Linked DNA regions of Mus musculus: region 1 is linked to region 2. Evidence: chromatin contacts called from public promoter capture Hi-C data. All regions are on one chromosome and are shown on one strand. The core of a region is the stretch at or near the end of the contact, and the rest is flanking DNA. Distances in the headings are between cores, read along the strand shown.

What was found. Capture Hi-C pulls out chosen DNA fragments and counts their contacts.
Region 1: a promoter capture Hi-C map of adipose tissue shows a contact between it and region 2. The contact joins two enhancer-like sites. A contact is called at or near these places in 1 of 484 Hi-C or Micro-C datasets (cortical neurons) and 2 of 9 other capture datasets (adipose tissue and liver).

Annotation. Positions count from the first base shown.
Region 1 is chr4:95,767,513-95,775,048 of GRCm38.p6, forward strand. Fggy (FGGY carbohydrate kinase domain containing) reads left to right here. Exons shown (of 16, transcript NM_001113412.1): 8 at 1,914-2,017. Among named protein-coding and RNA genes, the nearest start is that of Hook1, 200 kb to the right of the region's middle. Within about 2 kb of position 3,154, at least 13 of the 459 cell types and tissues checked have an H3K27ac peak or open chromatin away from gene starts, as enhancers often do. A contact at or near this core is called in adipose tissue, where this site is marked.
Region 2 is chr4:95,392,324-95,399,190 of GRCm38.p6, forward strand. No RefSeq gene overlaps it. Among named protein-coding and RNA genes, the nearest start is that of Gm12707, 90 kb to the right of the region's middle. Within about 2 kb of position 3,753, at least 12 of the 459 cell types and tissues checked have an H3K27ac peak or open chromatin away from gene starts, as enhancers often do. A contact at or near this core is called in adipose tissue, where this site is marked.

The DNA.
Region 1 (7,536 bases), core at 1,904-4,403, 370 kb after region 2:
TCATGTGAGCCCTGGCTTGGATGAGGGCATTACCTTTTCTCCAGCTCCTACATCTCCTGCAGGGCTAATCTGGACCAAGACTGTACATTGTAGCCCACAGGGACAGCCTCTGTTTACAGACTAGAACAATAGACTTGATCTGCAAATAGGCCTAAGACCATTGCAGGTTCAGGCCCCAGGGCTAAAGCGACCTTCTCACTGGAATTAATTTACTGTGCTGACCAACATAGAGTCTTTGCTGCTGGGCTTCTGAGCAGCTGGGCCCTGAAGGTGTAGACTTAGGAATGATGTTAGAGCGTGTTACTGCTTCCCCTGCTCCTCCCCAGCTCCTTCTCTCCTGCTTTGTCATGAAGCTGCTGCTATCAGTATCTGTAAACCTGTTGCCTGATGTGCTGATCCTACTCTGTCTGTCTCTGGCCAAGTCCTGGGGAGTTCAGAATTTGAGCCTCTGGTTTCTCCATGTGAACTAGTCCTTCTGAGTTGAAATTCTCCATTTAAAGTTCTCTCTGCTTTACCAGAGGTGAGCTTGGAAGTGTAAGGTTTTGTTGAATTTTTCATTGTATTTATAAGCGAAGTTACTCTCTATTCATGCCTGAGGTAGCAACTATTTGTAGTCCCTGGGCTACTAGGCATACAAAGAAGACAGTACTAGCTTCTTACAGCCTTTATTGGAGAAATTTAAAAATTCAAATTTGAAAATTTGAAGTTTCTAGTACCTTGTCCTCCAGGAGTCAAGGTACATGAGAATATTTATCAGAGAGACTGAAAATGACCTAGATAATCAGGAAAGTCTGTTCTGAAAAAGTAATATTGAGTCAAGAATAAACAAAAGTTCACCTGGGAGTGTGTTGAGGAATAGCATTCCAGGCAGCGGGAAGAACATGTCTTGAGTTATGAATGAATGGGCATCCTTTACTGTAGATCCAGAGCAGGGTGGAACAGAGGTCATTAGATGAGATCAAACTGTTCTCTCTGCCTGCCCCACCCTCCTCTTCATATTGAAGTGATGCAGGTTTGCCGGTCTCTGGCTTCTCACTGCATACTCACAGTATGCTATGAGTGTGCACCCACAGTGTGCGCGCACACACACTGGCTCTTGATGTCTATTTGAGTATATGAAGATAAAGGGGGCTCTGTAATTAACCTAACTTGCTCTGCAAGTACCAAGGAATCCAGAGAAGCTGTGTGAAAGCCCATTTGTCCTCTTGCTGAGAGTTTCTCTACTCCCTGCCATTCTTAGAACAGGGACTTGTCTTTCACACCTGGAGCTTTGGAAGGCCTGGAAATAAGAATGGAGACATGAGGGTCTTAAAGCTTCAAGCATCACAGAGTTCCGTTGCTTCCTCCTTTCATGACCCTGGGGTACCATATATTCTAAAGGATCACATGACCCTGGGGTACCAGCCAGAAGAGCTTGCTTTTTACTAGCACTTTGACCTTGGACCTGTCACTTAACCTCTGAAGATCTTAGATTTTCCTTTGGTGTCTGTTTATGGCATTAATTATACCGTCTAGACAGTGTTAAAAGGAACTTATCCCTGTAATACAAAGAATAGACAACGGTATTTAATGGCCGTAGCCCGTTTCATGGCTGCCATTTGTATGTGTATAGTTAGAGTTGGTCTTATTCTGACAAGGTTAGATGACATATATGGACTAGAGTAAGGCAAAAACAGAATATACTTCCTAGTTTGCCCTTGGCTAGCAAGTAAATTTTTGTTATAGTCGTTTGTTTGTTATTTTATATTTTTTAACTTGAGACCAAATATGGGATTCTTACACACTTATGTATGTTCCCCTTTCTTTAATAAAAAGTATTTTTTTTTTATTTTTGGCTTGCTTTTAGCTTTCTTACACACACACACAAAATCTCTTTTCTTAAGAACATTCTGTTTGGTTTTACTTTCCCACAGGAGTGATTGGGGCAGATGTGAGAGGTCACGGGCTTACCTGTGAGGGACAGCCAGTGACGTCAAGGCTGGCTGTCATCTGTGGAACATCATCTTGTCACATGGGGGTAAGTGCACCACGTTGAAAGGCAAGGCCACCACAAACAGTGGAGGCAGCCCAGAGCCCAATCCTGGAAACTACTGGCTCCTTCGCCTCTCCATTCTTTCTGTCTCCCCCTTCCCTAGCACCGGCCTGACCGATCTTGCCAAGCCTCTTTCCAGTGGCCAACTTGTTGAAGAAAATGGAAGGGTGCTCAGTGAGTTCACCTGGGCTGCAGAGCTGACAAAGCCCTCCAGACATCTCTCCTCAAAGGGTGGCTAGGTCTCCCTGCGCACAGGTGTCTATTTTCATTGGCCACTGAGCTCTCTCTCTCCATCCATATAAATCCATCTCCCTGGGAGTGTCCTGATGATCTATAGAATCGGGCTGCATATCATGACTTCAAAAGAACACTGATAAGCAATTTTCACTGTGCTAATTTTTCTCCATGAATGAGTGGAAAGGCTTTCTCCAAGATTGCAGTAAAATTTAGTGCCTGCCCTAAAATTTATATCTTTTTTAAATGCATGAGTCTGAAAGCATTCCATTTCGATAAGTACCCATTTCTACCATATTTTTATTTAAAAGTCATTACTCTGTTAAAGTGAGATGGACGACTCCTTGGATTTTTCCCAGATGAGTAAAACCAAGGAGAAAGTGGAGGAGGAGATGAGCAGAGAATGCAGGACACAGGGCAGAATCTCAGCAGTGAGGGAGCGCAGCTCTTAAATAACTGCACTTTTCTTCACAGGCAGCTGTTTTGATTCAATAATATTCTCTGAAACTTTCTCTTTTGTCCTGGCTATTAAATTCTCAGAACAAAAGGATAGCAAAGACTTCCCCATAGCTGAGATGGGCTTATGGGTCCTTGAAAGCAGATTAAGTTTGAGATCGCTGTGCTACACATCTGATCTATGCTAGGCACTTAGTCTCACCCTTAGTCTCTGTGTAGAGATGGTTCCCAGTCCCACACAGGGTCCCAGCTTTCTGCAGAATATAGAGTTTTCTATCCGCTGTCTCCTAGCGTGAGCACTGAGAGAGTGCTTCTCTCAGAGAGCATCTGTTCGAGGCCAGCCTGTGACTGCCAGTCTTGTTTTTATGGAGCAGAGAAGGAAGAGTGGCTGACTCAGAAGGGAACTCTTGGTGGCAGAAACTTTCCCGATGTGACACTTGGGCTGAACTTTAAGGAACTACATTTTATTTCAAGCTTCTCTGAACTCTAGGCACTATCGTATCTTTTTGTTCCCTTTTTGTTGGAAATAGACTTTTTTCTTATATAATATATCCTAAATACACTTCCCCTCCCTCTCCTCCTCCTAGATGTTCCTCACCTCTCCTCCCAGCTGGATTCAACCCCTTCCTGTTTCTTACTAGAAAACAAACCGGCTTCTAAGTGATAGAGATAAAATAAGATTAAAACCAAACTCACTGAATAGGATATTACAAACGGACAGAAAGAAAAGAGCCTAAGAAAAGACACAAGAAACAGATATAGAAACAGAGACACACTTGTTCACATACACAGGAATCCCATTAAAATACCCATAAAACTGGAAGCCACAGTACGTGTTTATGTTTGTTCGTGTGTTTATGTGAGCATGTTTTGTATGTGTCTGTGTGTGTATTATATGTCCATATTATATTATTGATATATATATTATATATTATATATTTTAGTATCCTTAACTGGTTTTAGAAGTCTCACCCACTCACTTTCTACAGCCCTGTGCTAGAAGGACAAACCTAAAGAAGCTAGGCCTTCTTAAACCAGAAGTGTGGAACAGTAGCCAGTTCTCTTTTCTCTTGACATGGGTCTAAGCTGCCAGTGTGTCCTCACTGAAATTATTAAAATCTCTGCTATCTTCAGTGGGACACATCTTATCTAGCTTCCCGAATCAGAGTCTTGACACTTTTGCCCTCTAATTCAGACTTGCACACAGAAGCCGCCCCCACGGATGGGAGTTGCCTCCTTATAGCTTCCCTCAGTGCCACTGTCTCTTCACCGGGTGGCACGAGAGCTTTGTCTACTGTATCCTGGTTTTACAAATTAGAAAAAGGAGGCAGAAAGCTCAAGTGCTTCCCTCAAGGTCACAAAAATGGTACTTTCTGGAACAAAGACCCAAAAACACTCTCTTGGTTGTGGTTTCAGAGATCCAACTTTTTAGTGCTACTCGATATCATGTGTTCTTATCCCATGCCCATCCCAGAACAGAGAGATTGTAGGCATTTTGATTTCCAGATGCAGGTTGTAAAATCTCCTAGTATCGGTTCAGTCCCATGATCTGAGTGAACCCCTCAATCTCTCTAAGCCTCAGATTCTTCATCCATTATATAAGAGGCAAGACTGCCTGTACCAGAGAGTTTGTGGGTAACATGCATTTTATCTGACCGTGATGTGCAGTTTCACAGACACTCAAAAATAGTAATGATACTTATAAAAATGTCCCCGTGACATAAATAGTGCACATGAGACAACTGTTGGAGCTTTAACAAACTTGATGGGCAGCTGCAGTTGGATACAGTGAATGGCAGTCATAAAATGTCAGTTTATTGTCTTTTGTTGGACTGAAAGTATAGTCCCCACCTCCACCCCGTTTTGTACTTGCTAGTGTGAAGAGGCCTGTAGGCTAAAGGGATTAATCATCAGCTTTAATGCTATGTCAGGAGGGTTAGACTGTGGTCTCCAGTACCTTTGATCTCCCTCAGGTGCTGGGAACACAGCAAGCGGGCAACAATAACACGTTTGTGAGGTCTAGGAAAGGATCAGGACTGAGGAAGCACTCCCAGGGAAGCTCAAGGACCCCTTTGTTGTGGGTCTGGCAAATAAAACCACCAACTGTCAGGGAAAATTCACCAGCAGTGAGAGAGCACAGGTACCATGAGGGCTCTGGGTTTGTCAAGAAGTGGTTTTAAATGTGACCTGAAGGGTTCACCTTTTTCCCATCTGCCATTTCTGATGTCTCCAGCTCAGTGTTTAATTGATGAAGAATTCCCTGGTATATTTTGTGCTGGTAAGGTTGCCTCTTTCGGATTCAGCTCAAAATAACAAATGAATAAATGAATGACCAAGTAAGTGAGTATTGGTAAGTTCTCAGAAGACCCTCATCTCCTGGTCCCTGTTACCTCTAGGAATGGGGAAAATAGGCCTGAGGCAGAACACAAGACATTCTAATCCGGCCTTTGATATTTTAGAAGACACAAGTGTGGGCTGCACATTTCTCTTCCCTGTGTGCGTGATTTAATTAACAAGGAGGGAACGTTGTTCTTTTGTAACTTCATGAAGGCAGAGCTGCTTGCTCAGAGTTAATCACTACCAACTCTTCAAAATGCAGGATCACACACAGCAGAGGTTAGCTGGAGGCCAAAAAGTCATAGGGTCAGAGGGAGCTAATCCCTGCCCCTGCTCCAGTGCCCCTTTCAGGAGCTGTCAGGTCATGGCAGCTAGCTCTCCAGTTAGCTGGTCCAATGGGAAGGAGTATTCTCCACAGAGCTTTGGTGGAAGCTGGGAGGTAGAAAGATTTCTCCATCTCACATGAACCTAGAAATAGGAATGTTCTAGCACTGAGTGAATGCTGAGTCTCGAAGACAATGGCTTCTTTTCTATCCGCAAAGGAAACACAGGTAAAATACTTAATCTCACAGTTACTCTTCTTTCTTTGTTATGTCTGGTTAGTGGTGTCTTCCCATAGCATGTAGAGAGTTTAGTCAGGACAGTTTTATGCACAACCCTGGCACAAAATGGTAGGTATTGTGTTACCATTTAAGATGATTCTTTAGGGCTAGCGTATAATCCCTATGGTAATGGGTTACAATTGAAGATATCACAACAAAGTCCTCTTTAGTTTAACATAGGAAATGCTTAGAGATATGTGTCCATAAAGATTAGTAAGCATACACGCCTCTGGTTCAGTCAGCTCAGAGGGCAGGAAATGTACAGATATAATGAAATACCTGGGGTCAGGTATTTTATAAGAAAAAGGACATGTTTCACTAATAGTTCTTAGAGGTTGAGGGTATAATGATGACATTGAATTTGGTAGGGTGCCCCGTAGCAGGAATACTACATTGTGATTGGGTTGGTGGCAAGAGTGTTGGTCAGCTGGAGAGATCGTATGGTGGAGCATAAAAACAGAGTCAGAGAGCATCCATTTTTGCACTCTCTGCTCTCTTCCACTAAAATAGATCTCTAGAACATTCCATCTCTGTTCCCTACCCGCCTCCATACCTTCTTTAACTATGCCCTCACACAGAGGGCCTGATCTCCTCCCCATGTCTCTGGAAATGTCTCAAGAAGCATTTAGATTGCCCATAGTCTGACCTCCGTGCTATTGCAAAAGATAGATGGAGCCCATGGCTCTGGGGACTCTGGGCCTAGACAGACTAAAGGCTCCCTCAGACCACACCATGTTGTTAGAGCTGGATAGTGTTGCTAATTGCTCACTGTAACTAACTCAAAGGACCTGAGGAAAACCCTCCCCACACCTCCAAAGCACAGGGTAACTGGCTCTGTCTAGGGATGCTACACATACGCAGCGCCTTCCAGGGAAAAGGGTAACGCTTATTAAACCACAGTGAGAGCTGGGAAAGCAGATTAGTCAATAAAGTGTTCACCTCCCTGGCCTGAAAATCTGAATTCAGCCTCCAGAACCCATGCAAAAATACCAGACCTGGGCAGTGCATTAATGACCCCAGCACAGGGAAAGCAGAGACAGTAGGGACACTTGGGTTCACTGAGCGACTCAACCTAAAGTTGTTGGTAAGCTCTAGAACAATGAGAGATCTTATCTCAAAGGAAGTATATAATGTTCCTGAAGATAACTCCTGAATTTATTCTGTAGTCTTCACACACACAGGTATACTTACATAACACACACATATACACACACATTTTAAAAACCAGAGTCCTAAGATTCATGGCATCCTTACTGGAATGGTGAGAATACCGGAAGCCAGAAGTTACAATCCACTGTGGAAACATTTGATCAGTCTCTTAAACAGTAATACCTGCTTGATGGCATAATCCAGCCATTTCATTCTCTGAATGCTGGGGTGCACTATCTAGCACTAGGATTCTGGAAGCCCACCAGGAACTCGACAGTCAGGTGAAAGGTCAGAAACAAAAGCCCCACAAGAGTCTGCCTGGCATCTAGTCTGAGCTCATCTTCCTTCCAGAGACCTCAGCTTGCCCTAAGGAACTGTTTAAATAGTGAAGGGAGAAATAGAGAGCCATATTCCAGATTATTTCTGATAAGCCCTGGGTATTTGGGAAGTGGGGTGGCAGATGTGTTCCCCTCCCAGAATCACAGGGAAAACAGCAGGGGGTTGAAAGTTCTCGATGACACTCTTGGTGGAGTGACAATAACAACAAATATTTATCACATTTTATAATAGCCTGTGAGGATATATCATCACAACTTCATGCAGCTGTCAGAGTTATCTCATCAGTACACAAAGAACAAACTCAGTGAAAGAAGCTAGCTACCAAGGGCACAAAGCTAGCAAATACTAGCTAGGTTTGCAACTACAGCTATGGAATTCCAGAGCTCC
Region 2 (6,867 bases), core at 2,503-5,002:
TGCACTAGGTCACAAGCTAAGACATTCTTTTTCAAGTATCTTCTTTCACAATTCATGCATAATATACTTTGGTTGTGTTCACCCCCATTATCCTCTTTACTTCTCCTCTGCCAAACCACTTCTACCCAACAAGTCCCTCTCCTACTTTCTTGTTTGTCTGTTTGTTTAGGTTAGCCAGTCTTCTGCAGGTAACCACCACTGCTAGGATTTCATTGGCGCAGCTGCCAGGTCATGTCCAGAAGACAGCATCATCCACCACTCCTCCCCATCTTCTGGCTTTTGCATACTTTTGCCTCTGTCTTTCACAATGTTCTTGAAGCCTTAGTGGTAGTGGTATTTATGTCCTTTTGAGGACCAGTCACTCAACAGTTACTTGTTCTCAGCACTTGAACTCATTTTGATTTTTCACATTCACCACTTTCTGTTGCAAAAAGCTCTCTGACCAAACCCAAGAACAGTACTGTAGGTGAGTATAAGCATAAATCTTTAGAGTACACATTGTCCATTTAGCAAAACATCAGTAGTGGGTTCCCCTAACCCTTGGGGCCAATGACAGACCAGTTCTGGGCTTTTGATGGGTTAACAAGACTTATATGGATTTTCCATTGTAGAGTTGGTCTCAGATCCTATCAGAAAGTACTTGATTTCCTCCATAACAATCAGGCTACTACTATTGCACCAATGGGTAGATCTTGCTTGGAAGTTAAGTATTATAGCATTCAGGATCCACAGCTGGGTAAGGCCACTGATGAGTTACCTTCATCAGCAACCTGCATAGAACCTTCTGAAACTGAAAACTCCTGATTGTTGATGAAATTGTCTATAAATATACTAGTGTTGAGTATGTTTATACTTTCATTCAATTCTGCTTTATTGGTGAATATTTTAATGCTCAAAATATTGATTACTTCTAAGTATTAGAATCTTTCAAATATTGTTATGGTCTGTTTTGCCTTTTTATTCTGTCAACTTTTGTATTTTGAACCTAGAACTGAAGGGTGGCAATTTAGGATTATTACGTCCAGAAGAATTTTCCTTATTACCAGTGTGATACCCCTTTTCCATCCCTGGTCATGGTCTTCATCCTGAATTCCACTCAGCCCCTCAAGCTTTCTTTTAATTAGTATTTTCATAATATATCTCCCCACTTTTTAATTCTGACTTTATTAAGAGGTTACTAATAGCACATTGTCACATTTTTCTACCTTTGACTTTGAATACACATTCACTTGCATTTAGTGATAGTGTGATGCTCATGATTAATGTAGTAGACAATATTGTGGTTCTTCAACCTACCATCTTGTCATTTGTTCTCTCTCTATTTGCCCTACCTATTCTTAGTTCTCATCATTTACATGACTTAGGAGTTGACCTTGGATGGATATATTAGAAGGAATGTGCCAGATGAGAGAATTAAAGGGCATTAAAAGAAAGCCACACACATGAAAAAGCTTATGTAAATTCTTAAGGGAAATGAAGTGTCAGGAGAGAAGTAAAGGAATGGACTAAGATGAATCTGAACAGATGCATAATTACAGTGTAACATAAGGTCTTATTCACACTTTTACTCTAGGAGAACTAAGGAACTATTTAATAGCTTCTGTGGGTGGATAACATGATCTTTTTAGTGTTTTAGAAAATTGCCATCATTTGCAGCCTGGAAAATTGTCTCTAGGGGGATAGTAATGGTCCAACAGGAAACTACATTAATAGAAAAAAATTATTGGGGCTTGAGTTGCATTATTGGAAACCAGAATCATAAGACATAGATGAATATAGTGGTTTGAATAAGAATAGCCCTTATTGGGTCATACATTTGGAATCCAGGTTTTGCTTTGGTCACATTGAATATTCTGTAAGGGATAGGGGCATTTCTTATTCTCTTCTTGGTTTGACTATTGTCTTGCTATGTGTGTGACTCTGGGTGTCTAGTTACCAAGGCCTGTCTACTTCCTGTGGGTATTTCCTATTCACTGATTTGCAGTCCACTTATTGCTGTTCTAATAGTCAAACTTTGTGTGAGCCAGGCTGCCATCCTAGCCAGATGGCAAGGTTGGAAATCTTGTATCTGCTGTACTCTACTCTGTATTCCTTTCTTCAAGTTTGAAAATAGTGCCACCGTATTTCTTTCTATGACTCATGAAACTATGACAAAAAGTCAATAAATAATAAATACATACATAAATAAATAAATGTAAATTAACTAATTAATGCATAACGCTAGGTGGCATGGCTGAGTATAACATATAGGTTTAATAAACTCAAGACTCTGCTTCAGTCCCCAGCACTAAAACAATGTTCCTACTCTCCACTCCCCCCTCCCAAAATTGAAAATACTTCCTGGAGATCAGATTCAAAAAGAGCTAGACCTTGTATAGTATAAAGACAGCCTTGTATGAGGTACAAAAGATGGAAATATCCTGACATTCTGTTAAGATTAGGGGATAAAATGGTGACTTATAAGATGATAAAGAAAGATACTTGAGACTTCAGCACAGGTGCTGTTCTGAAATATTGACTCTTCTCATGATGTAGTAACAGAACCTTCTTGTAGCTATGTGTCTTATAATAAAAATCTTGAAGGTAAGTAGATATAAAGTGTCAACCAAATACAGATGATGTAATCAAATCAGGATAAGCCAAAGAGAATTTCTTCATAAATACAATATTCACAAAGCTGAGTTTGGAAAAACTTTAAGTTATATAGCAACTTAGACCTTATATCAGTGAAGCTGTAATATTCCTTAGGACCTGATGATATGAGGGAAGTAACAGTTACCAAGACCTAGAAAAAGATAGGCTATGGCAGGACCAATCATTTTGCAAGAATCAGTAATCTTAAATTAATGGACAGAGCCTGCATAATTTACCATTGAAGAAGAGATGTAAAGAAATGTAGATCTTTACCCCATTCCCCTCTTTCTAATCCCTTTCGGGAGACCCCATCTTTGCACTAGAACCATAGAATTCAGATATAAGATAGCCCATTGAAGGAGTCTACAAAGGTCAACCTACCATGACAGAACAGAAGAGTAAGCAGAAAGACTGCACATAGGAAGCAGAAATATGGCAATTACACACACACACACACACACACACACACACACATGCTTTGGACATTGAAATGTAAGCAGATGTTGTTTGTTCAATCCCGGGGCTTGTATCTAAAGGGCAAAATGTTCTTACTCTTTCCTGTCAACTAGAGTGATAAGATATTAGATGGACTTTGCAAGGCTTTTTGGTCCATAGAATGGAAGTCATCTCTTAAGATTAGTCAAACAATACAATAGAAAGTACCTAGATGTCTAAGGACCAGGTGACGAGTTCTAGTCACCTACATTTAATGGAGAGAAATAGACATATTATTATTAAGTCACTGTTACTGTAGACTTTCTTTTATTTTCAGTTGATACAAACCCTGACCAATTCAGAAGACCAAACAGGAAATTCTTTAGAGACATAGACATATTGGTTATGGTAGTTTTTCTTAGACCTGTAAGCATATGAAATGGATTTTGTGTAGCTTGAGCAAAGGGGGAAATTTATTGGAAGGATGCTGTGGGTGTCACAGAGAATCAAAGGAAGTGCTGAACTACCAAGATAGGAGGATCCAGGGCCACTCTGGTATCTCAACTTCTTCACGGCCTTTTCCCCTGGAGATCTGCCACAAATGTGACTCACTGCCCATAACGCCCACTCTCTTCTGCAATCCATTCCAAAGATCATATTTCTATTTGAAATACTCTGGATTGCCTTGGGTCAGGTTCTGGTACCTTTGGAACATGATCGCAGAGTATAAACAGGACCATGGGGGTTCACTAAAGTTCTAAAGATCGTGAGGCATTATGAGTCAATCATCCCAAAGATAAGATTTAAAAACAAAACAAAAACATTACTCTAACATAACAATCTCTAAAGGATCTTTGTAAGTGAGGTATATCTCCACAATGAAGTCACAGCTCTTCAAGGACATTCTTCATACTTATTCGGGAGACAGAATGGATAATAAAAATGCCTGGCCTTCAGTAGATACCTAATGTCTATCTATACAGGATATTACAAGTCTAGTGTCAAGGGAAAGGAGAAGGAATCAAAGCCTAAATTTTGTGTAGGTAAGTTCATCAAATTTCTTAGTTCCTACCATGTTTTAAGATATATAACTGAAAAAAAATTACTAAATTATTTTTTAAATCCTATATTCTGGTAGGCATGAGAACATATAGATAAGTAATAATAGCCATATGCTGCCAGAGAAGGAAAACATATGTTAAAGAATAGAGGGAAAAGCCCTGGGAACTGCCTAAGTGCTATTTGAGTGAGCAGGGGTCCGGAGGAAGGGAATCCAAGCACAAGAAATTACATATGCGAAGCTAAAGAAGCAAAGGAAATGCTCAGCCCTGTTCTAGGCAGGGGTAGGAGTGGTGAACTAAAACCTCGTGAACAGACTCCTACAAGCACTGACTTGATTCTTGGTAGTGATCTACAGAGTATGACTGTGTGTGCTGAGTTACCAGGGAGTCAAACCTAAAGTAGATGCCTTTCAGAGGGAGGGGGAAACAGTGAATAGTAATCAGATGAGCTACAACAGCAGGAACAAATGTCCAACTGCAAGTTCACAGGGAAGGGGGCTTTGCAAACTGAGTCCAGAACTCTAGGCAGGAGCTGAGGACTGGACTAAGCAGCTAAGGCGGCTTGGGTTTCTGCATCTCTCTAAATTTACCAAATGTGTTTGTCAATAAGCAGGACTCATTTGCAGATGCCTTTTCAAAGACTCTAAGAAAGGAAAAATCCAGTTGTTTCACATTTGTTCCAAGTATTGTGCTAGTGACCTTACAAACACTACCTTATTTCAGTTGACATTGGTATCCAGGCAAAGGACTGTGTGTCTGAGTTTGGAGGGGAGCAAGTCAGAGGAAAGGAAAGGACTTGCAGTGTCCCCTGGGAGGGGCTGGGTTGAGCAAGTGAACTCTGTTATATGTATGTATATGTATTATATGTATGTATATGTTAATGTATAGCACAGGGCTATACATTCCTCTTCTCCCCCTTAACAGCTACTACTCAGTGGGTTTGTGTGGTGGTTCAAAGCTTTGTTACTCTGTCAGTCGGAAACACAGGTTAGCTTAAACTTGCTGAAACTGGTTATCCTTGGACTTTATCATCACTAAGTCCAAATAAAAGCAGACCAAAAGCACCTCAGAGATCCAGACTCATCTATTTTGTTAAGATGGCTGCTCTACCTCCAAATCTTGCTTCCCCTTTCCAAGAAGTGAGGAGAGGTTTTTACCAAAAAGGTTTGGCTTTCTTCTTCAGGACTGGCTACTTCAGAGATATCTGCTTACATCCCCCTGGTCAGTATGATATAGTGAGGCCACCTGTAGGTGCTGCTAGAATGTGAAGTTTTATTGTACTTGCTGACATTATTATTATTATTTGTTTAAATGTACATGTGTGTATGTTTGTATATGTGTATGTACCTGAGGTTAGAGGCATCCCCTGGAGCTAGAATTAGAAGCAGTTGTGAGCTACTTGATGTGGGCCACTGGGAATTGAACCCGGCTCTTCTAAAAGAACAATGTATGTTTTTAACCACTGAGCCACCTTTCTAGCCCTGAAAGTGCAGGGTCTTTTTTTTTTTTTAATACAATGCATGTGTACCACCTCCATGTAAAGATGAGTCACTGCAGCACAAGGAAGATGGAGAAGGAAATGGGTTACAAGTTGACCAATGTCACTTCATTCCATATTTCCACAGTTTTGAGAGTTGGCCAGAATGATCCAGAGTCTAGTGATGGGGAAGTGTGTTAGAAAAGGAAAATCAATATTCCAAAGTCACCCAAATAGTGAGTCACAAAATAAAGAGTATAAAACAGGTCTATATTATCCCAGCAGCAAAAGATTTTCTACATGATATCATGCCATCTTCCTTAGCTGTGTGACCTTGGGTAGTCTACTGAACTTGCCTAAGCCTCAGCTCTAAGCTCTAAGCTCTGTAAAAGAAGGGCTATCAGCATGCAGGAAACATCTAGCTGCAGAAGGGCTAGGAAGCAATAGGCTGGACTTTGAATATGCCCTGCTTACTATATCTCCCTAGGATTCCACACATAGCTGACAGGCAACAGTGTTTCTTTGAAGAATTTAGCTTGCACACTGGCATTTGAACTTGGCACTGCAAATTCTCTTCCTTGGTATTTCCTATTTCAGCTCCATCATAGTTTCCCAGGAATTTCTATTGGCTGGGTTTCCTTTGTGTTCTTACAAGGCTGCCTAAGTGTATGAGTGTTTGTGGCATTCCTCAGCAGAGTAGACAAGCAGACAAGCAGATCTTCCCTCTCATTCTCCTGCTCTTCCTTCATGGTCTTAATGGGAGCCAAACTTGGGCTGTTTCTTAGTGCTTCATTTGTGCCCCATTGCAAGATGGGAAATATCAATTAAGCACCTAAGTGTTTCTAGCTGCAGAACCCCACAGCAGTCCCATGCTGTCACCCTGGGCTTTGACTCTCACAGGTCTAGAGATTGACTGATGCCAATTTAGGCTTAGGTCTCCTCTCCTTAGACCCTATGCTACCTGGTAGGTTTGTTTCTTCATTGATGTTCATTGTCTTCAATTATCTATTAGCATATGACTTATTTGATATCTCTGTCACAGTATAACACAACACACATAGTCTGAATTAAGCCTCAACCGATAAAAGGGTGGTTCCTAACCTTCCTAATGTTGTGATCCTACAATACAGTTCCTCATGTTGTGGGGACTCCCAACCATAAAATTAGTTTCATTGCTGCTTAAATAACTCTGTTTTTGTTCTATTATGAACCACAATAAAAATATCTGACATGTGACCCCTATGAAAGGGTCATTCAACC